2 separate regions of the Triticum aestivum genome follow, and region 1 is linked to region 2. Evidence: chromatin contacts called from public HiCAR-type data. All regions are on one chromosome and are shown on one strand. The core of a region is the stretch at or near the end of the contact, and the rest is flanking DNA. Distances in the headings are between cores, read along the strand shown. Region 1 holds the start of LOC123053669 (BTB/POZ and TAZ domain-containing protein 2). Region 2 has its middle 54 kb from the start of LOC123053668.

The links. HiCAR-type assays count read pairs that join an accessible place to other places.
Region 1: a HiCAR-type map of leaf shows a contact between it and region 2, with 5 times the contacts expected there. The contact joins the promoter of LOC123053669 here to the enhancer-like site in region 2. A contact is called at or near these places in 5 of 5 Hi-C or Micro-C datasets (leaf, root and an unstated tissue) and 1 of 1 datasets of contacts at active chromatin or transcription factors (leaf).

What each region holds. Positions count from the first base shown.
Region 1 is chr2D:436,013,385-436,017,092 of IWGSC CS RefSeq v2.1, forward strand. LOC123053669 (BTB/POZ and TAZ domain-containing protein 2) reads left to right here and starts at 1,288. Exons shown (of 2, transcript XM_044477187.1): 1 at 1,288-2,493; 2 at 2,840-3,211. The coding sequence starts at 1,526. The coding sequence ends at 3,011.
Region 2 is chr2D:435,872,820-435,876,294 of IWGSC CS RefSeq v2.1, forward strand. No RefSeq gene overlaps it. Among protein-coding and RNA genes, the nearest start is that of LOC123053668, 54 kb to the left of the region's middle. Within about 2 kb of position 1,427, at least 7 of the 8 cell types and tissues checked have an H3K27ac peak or open chromatin away from gene starts, as enhancers often do. A contact at or near this core is called in leaf and root, where this site is marked.

The sequences.
Region 1 (3,708 bases), core at 38-2,537, 140 kb after region 2:
TTGGCAAATTTTCCTAATATTAACGTTATATACATGTCCTAAATTAGAGCATGATAATTTTATTATCGTTGATACCTTGGCACATTCATTGAATATACCATGATAAAATTTTAAATCAGAGGATGGTAGTTTTATAGAGTATAGCATGTCATTTGTTCTTATATGTTTAGACCATGCCAGTTGTAAATTTATGCTTCTCTTAGTTTTATGTCAGATTGTTTTGTTGATGGCAATTTTTTTTCAAAAAAGTTAGCTAATTGAGCCTATCTTTTTCTTTTCATGCGCGTTACATGGGCCAACCTATGGTCACGCTGCAATCGCACTACAACGAACATACTATAGAGGGACGCCGGTTCGCTGGATGGAACCTTCCCCAACTAACATTTTGTTCACTCCGGAGGTGCCTTCCCTGGGAATGTTCGCCAGCTATTGCCGTATGGAGTACCAAAGAAAAGTTGGACCCAATATTACTAACATCACAAAAGTTACACTAGGCCATAATATACCAACACTATAACATACGACATAGGGACGCCGGTTCGCCGGATGGAGCTTTCCCCAACTAACGTTTCCTTCGCTCCGGAGGTGCCTTCCCCGGGAATGTTCGCCAGCTATTGCCGTATGGAGGAGTACCAAAGAAAAGCTGGGCCCCAGTATTATTAACATCACAAAAGTTACACTAGGCCATAATATACCAACACTATACAAGTATAGTATTTAAACGCATTAGCATGTGGCCAAGATAAGAAAACATTGCACAATCACGTCTGCGTATGTAGTATGAAGATAAAGTTCCATCTCCAAGAAAGTTGGCAATAATAATTAAGAACTTCCGAATTCCGACCAATACCGCGTTTGGTATGAATGAATCCTTATAAACAAATTAAATATGAAGAAACAAAACGTGGATCCGTGTCATCAACTCCACACCCAAAACCATTTTAAAAAATGAACTCTGCACCCGAAAAGTAACAAAACGCCGCCAAACACCCAACAGCTCCGTTCCCTTTCCGCACCCAAACTGGTGGCGCACGAAGCGCCTACGTGGCCCGATCGCGGTCGTCGGCTCAGCAGCCTGGCTCAACCACCGCCGGTGGTTTCCCTCCGTCGGCGTCCCCTGAGATCGCCTCGCTGACTCAGATCCTCCTCTTGGAGTCAAATCCTCATCAGCCTCGACGCATCAACGGGGGCGATTAGCTAATTATTTCCGTCCAAAATAACGCGGCCCGCTCCCAATGATTATCCCGTCCCGTTGTTCCCGTTGCCGTCAGTTGACGATAGCTGTGCACGCACTGTGCTACACGTCGTCGTCGGCTACCTTTGTCCACGACACTATATAGCTGTCGCTGAGCTCGAGACTTCCTCTCATTCTCTTTCCACATCGCCCCGAGATCCATCTGCTCCGTTTCTTGGGTTTCTCGGTGCTTTGGTGCTCTGCTACGCGTTCCGTTGCCCTTGTTGACACCAGGAGAAGTCGGAGGCTTCACGAGGGGGCTAGCTAGCTGGACTTTGGAAGCGATCAAAAATGACGATCTGCGCGGGCTTCGACTCCTACCGGGCCTCGCCGGCGGACATGCGGGTCGTGACGTCGGACGGGCAGAGCATCGCTGCGCATTCCTACGTTCTTGTAAGCCACTCTGCCGCTTGTTTGATTTATGCGGCGGATCTTGCCTTGTGCGTTGTTGTTGAATCGTTGGCTAATTCCAAATCGGGCGGCGGTATGCAGGCCTCGGCGTCGCCGGTGCTGGAGCGGATGATCGACAGGGCGCAGCGCGGGTGGGGCGCCGAGTGCACCATCCCCGTCCTCGGCGTCTCCTTCGACGCCGTCCACGCCTTCATCCACTTCCTCTACTCCCCCAAGTCCAGGGTGGTGCCCGCGGAGGAGGAGGCGGTGGGCGCCAACTGGGCGCAGCTGCTGGCGCTGGCGCACGCGTACCGGGTGGGGTGGCTGAAGCGGGCGGCGGAGGCGGCCGTGTCGGCGCGCCTCACGCCGGAGCGCGCCGTGGACATGCTGAAGCTGGCGAGGCTCTGCGACGCGCCGCGGCTGTACATGCGGTGCGCGCGCCTCGCGGCCAAGGAGTTCGCGGCCGTGGAGCAGTCCGACGGTTGGCGCTTCGCGCGGCGCCACGACGCCGCGCTCGAGCTCGAGCTCCTCACGCTCCTGGAGGACGCCGACCAGCGGAGCGAGCGTTGGGCGCGCGAGAGGGCCGCGCAGGAGGCGTGCCGGCAGCTCGGCGAGGCCATGGCCTCCCTCGAGCACATCTTCCCCGGCGAGTCCGGCGCCAAGGCCGCCTGCGCGGACGCGGACGCGCCGTGCGCGAGGGCGGGGTGCACGTGCCGGGGCCTTCAGGTCCTGATGCGGCACTTCGCGACGTGCCCGAAAAAGATGGCGCCCGGCGGGTGCGCGCGGTGCAAGCGCATGCTGCAGCTGTTCCGGCTCCACGCCTCCGTCTGCGACCGGCCGGACCGGGCCTGCCGCGTGCCGCTGTGCAGGTGAGAAAACGCATTTTGAAAAAACACACTTTCCATCAAACGTTGGCGCTTTCGGCAAACGCACGGTAGATCGGCAGCCAAGAACCAGGCTGGCGAGATCGGTGCCCGGCGCCCTTTCCGGGAAAGGAAATCGGTTCGTACTTCATCACAATATACAAGGAAATTGGACGTACGTGCTAGCTTTCGTCCTCTTGCATGAAAGCGACTTGGACGGCCATGGCAACGCCGCCAATAGAGCGCCATGCAAACGCACATGACGGATCTGACGCATGCCTAATAGCTGTTTTTTTACGTCTGGTGACGAAGTGAGATCTAACGTTTCACCGTGGTTGGCTGATTTTTGCAGCCATTTCAAGGCCAAGGCGCAGACGGGGAAGGCGGACAAGACGTGGCGGCTTCTGGTGAAGAAGGTGACGAGGGCGAAGGTGATGTCCTCCCTGGCCGAGAGGAAGGTGGTGCCGGAGGTCGTGGCCGAGTCATGGGCGAGATACAACCGTAGAGGAGCCAAGTTGAGATGAGAAGATTCATTTCTCTAATTCTCTTGTCTTGGTCGTGTAGTTTAACCCTTGTCGTTAGCAACGAGGTGTTGTGAGCTCAGGTTGTACTATCTATCGTCTAGTAGTTCTAGCTAGTGATAGTCTACTTAGCACATGTCACTTATGACTTGCGATGGTTAAACTTTTTCTTTTCCTTTGCGATGGTTAAACTATAGTGTTTACCGCGCATCCATGCTGCTCTGTTCCGGTCTCATGCGCCACGGTTACCATGCGTCGGAACTGGTCCAGTACGATCCGCCGACATGCCCGACCCCACGGTGCAGTGAGTGCGGCCAGCGATTCTTCGGCTCACCCAACAGGCAAGTCACCAGAATATGCTCGCTGTTACTCTTTGTTAGCAGGAATCATGCAACGTGACTCCTACTCGCAGTTACTCTTTTGTCTGGCCCATGCATCCAAAATATGCTCGTCTCGGTGTAGGACTACCTGCTGCTGCTGTAACCTGTAAGCCTGTAGCCGTGCCATTGCCGCAGCTTGTACAAGGGTTGGCCGATCTAGTGAAACCTCCCGTCATCAAGAGGAGAGGGAGCTAGACAAAAAAAAAGGAGAGGGAGCCAACTGGAGTCCAGAATACACACACATGTCAGAGAGACAGCTCCACCGTCCGGGTCCGTTTCTCCCAGCCAGATCCGGAGAATCAGCGTGTGCGGATCCGCCG
Region 2 (3,475 bases), core at 177-2,676:
TAGTCGAGTGGCTTCTGGCCCACAAGTGCATATCCTGAACTTTGTGCTCTGAAAAAGAAAGAAAGAAAACACTTTGAAGCATAAAAACTCTTGCAATCTTCATGTAAAAAAAATTCTTGCAATCTTTTTCCCGAGTAATTGGCAGGAGCACCACCCCTCAAGTAGAGAAAAATGAAGTAGGTCAAGATATTTACAAGCGTGCGTTGAATGGGTTGCACCCACCCTCATAGAAAAGGCAGCACTCATAAAAGGGCATGAATGTAGATGAGCTAGTTTGCCACAAAGACTGCAACTGCCTGGTCGGAGACCACCCTGTAGGTTTGCCTGCCCTGAAGCATTGAAAACGCATCGGTTCATTTTCTTCCAAATGTGCCAAATCGTGGGACGCGAGGAGATCGTCCCACCATTTGGTTGATGCTCCACGCAGACGCAGGATATGGTAACGATCGGGATGGAGGCCGAGCCTCAAGTTCACCGTCTTCCATACCGCCTGCAAGACGAGGCATTGCAGGTGTTGGTTTGTTTTGCGAATTGCTTCCGTCCTCAAGCATTTCAACGGCCCGGAGTCCGCCGAGCTGGCTGAGTAGTGGTCTAATTCCGGCAAACGGGCCAGTAGGCATGTATTCAAATTCCAACTCCTACGACACGGGGTCTAAAGTATTATGAAAAATGGACTCGTAAAAATAGTTTAACATCTCGTGCGCGCAACGCTTTCAGTTGGGCGACCCACCCAACCACGTGCAATTTTGAAACGGAAAAATAACGCGCCGTGTGTTTCACATCACACGAGACGACGAAGGCTGTAGCACTTGTGCTAGTTTACTCCCATGTGATGAGCGTGGCAGGGGCCGTCCATACGTCCGAGCGAACAGGCACGTTCCGTCGAATCATTCGGCGTGCCAGTTCCGACCCCACTGAGTAGAGGGCGCACGGCCAGCGGTGATCTGCCGTCCACGGACCGGACCACACGGAAAGGGTGGCACCACACTGCTCTTTTTGCTCACCTCCTGGCCCATGCGTGCAGTCGCCAAACATGAATGAATGTACTATGTATATACCGGACTGCAAGATTAAACGTCCTTTTCTACGGTAAGCGTCGTTCTGCTTTGCAGTTACGGGGTTCGTTTCAGGCGTAACTTTCGCTGTACGTAGATCATATGTTGACGCCCCAGACCTGTGAGGCTTGCCAGATATAGCTGACTTTTCCCAACAAGATAGGCAATGTACATAAACAGTGAGCAGAGAGAGATGGGGAATATGCCTATGCTGCATGGACACCATTGCTCCAGCTGGAGTCCAGTTCCAGTAACATGGCGACGATTATTTTATTTTTTTTGAGACAGGCGACGATTATATATGTTGCACACCTATAGCTATAGCTAGCTCCTCTCGACGCCAACTGCCTCCCGTACCATCTGGGCCCATGCACGCCTGCCTCCCCGAGTCCCGCCCGGGCCACGCACGCACCTGCACCACCATGTGACGACCAGCAGTGGCCTACCAAGTCGTAGCTATAGTACGGCCATTTCGTCGACATCCGGCGCTCTCTCTCGTGAATCTCACGACAAATCAAAAGAGCACATCACAGATCTGTGATCTCTACGCACGCACAAATGAACAGACCTGGCCGGTAAAAATCAGGCAGAAGAAAATACTATCACTGCAGGAACGCACGGTGCCGGCGACCATCATGTCCTATTCGTCGCGCCGAGATCCAAAGCCCCTGAAAGCGACGTGGACGGTGCTCCGAATGCCCGTCGGTTTCGAGGCCGGCGACGACCAATCGCCGCACGGATCGATCGGACGGCGACCGGTGCAACTTGCGCGCCGTCTCGATCTCTCGTGTTAGGCGCCGCGACCAGGACGGCCTGTATTGCTTCTGCTACCGAGGGTGCGTGCTCGCGCTCATGACGCCACTTCTTCTTGTGCCCGGCCGGTCGACGTTCGGGCGTGACAATGGCGGGCGTGGGTCCCTCCGGGTGGTGGGTGGCTTGATTATCTTCGTCCGTACTCCGGTTCTCCGCCATGTGATCTTGTGATTTGATTCGCTTATCGTGGTATCGACAGAGACTGATATCCTACCACGCCTATCGATCTGTACCACCAACGCTATGGGCTAGTAGCTATCAAGTTTTCTTTGCCGGGAAAACCTTTTTTAAAATAGTATAGATGTAGACGCTCCTAATACGCACATACACGCATCTCTATAAACGCATGGACGCACAACCCTATCCCTACGAGCAACTTTGAAAGACCGAGCCGACATATCATTTTAAGATTTACGAAGTCGCAATAGACGTATTCGTAGTCGACAGAAACGTCTCTTCTCATTGAGCGCACATCACCAAAAGGTTTGTAATAAATTCACAAAAATACGACCATTAATGCCAACCTGCCAAGTCCAGTACTTATATCGTTGGTTTCACCACAAAGACCATAAACTTCCTAAGTTGGCTTCGTCGGGAAAGTTACTATCAAGTAGTACGATGCTTTGGCAAGACTGTTTAACAAAATACTAGTACATCGCGATGCATACGATGTTTGAAAACCACATAAGGGTATCTTCAATGTTGACGCGCAAATTTGCTCCGGCACGCGTCCACCGATGAGGTGACCAGTCCACATGCACTAATGCCGGAGGCCGCCATCAAACGCCGCCCACATATATTTCAACAACTATTTAAACCAACGAGGACGAAATTCGTGCAAACTCGGCGTATTTCATATAAAACAGACGACATTCACGCAAACACGGATTTTCATTACATTTTGAACATTTAGAAAAAAAAACATTTCGACCCTAAACCTATCCTATGGCGACGACTGCCGTCCACTTGCTTTGTATTCCGTATCCGCGACCACGTCCTCCATCTGCCGTCTCCATGAACGGCGCCGGGGTTCAAGACCCGTGAAGTGGAGGTGCGGATTTCGGCGAGGAAGAGTAGAACATGGGAGACGGACTGGCCCATATGGGACACAACGCCCTGCCGCCTCCCATGCCCGTCTCATCGCCGGGAAGTCTGCGGCCTGTTCGGCGCCGGCGCCGGTAGACGTGAGGTTCATGATGGACATGGACGGTCTGTCACTGTCCACCAGCCATGTGCGCCCCCAAAAGTTGGACGACGACGCATAGGGCACGCAGCTGGCATCCGCGTCCGCGTCCGGTTGCGCCAGAACTTCGTGAAGCGGTGCGCATGGCCTTATAGAGTGCACGCTCGCCTTAGATTTGGCCCTCCGCCAGCCGGTGCTACTCGAGGAGGAACGAGTTGTATCTCTGCTCCTCCTGCGCCTGCCGGAATGCCGACATAGGAGCCGACGTAGGTCGCTGCTCCTCCGCCATGGTGGCGTCGTAGTGCGCTTGCGCCTGCTCCATGGCCAGGCCGGCATGCATCGATGCGTGGTTTTGTGTCATGTTGTCGTCGGAGAGCTCAGGCGAACTGGCCGGCATGCCTTGCTCGATCTGTCTGGCACGGCG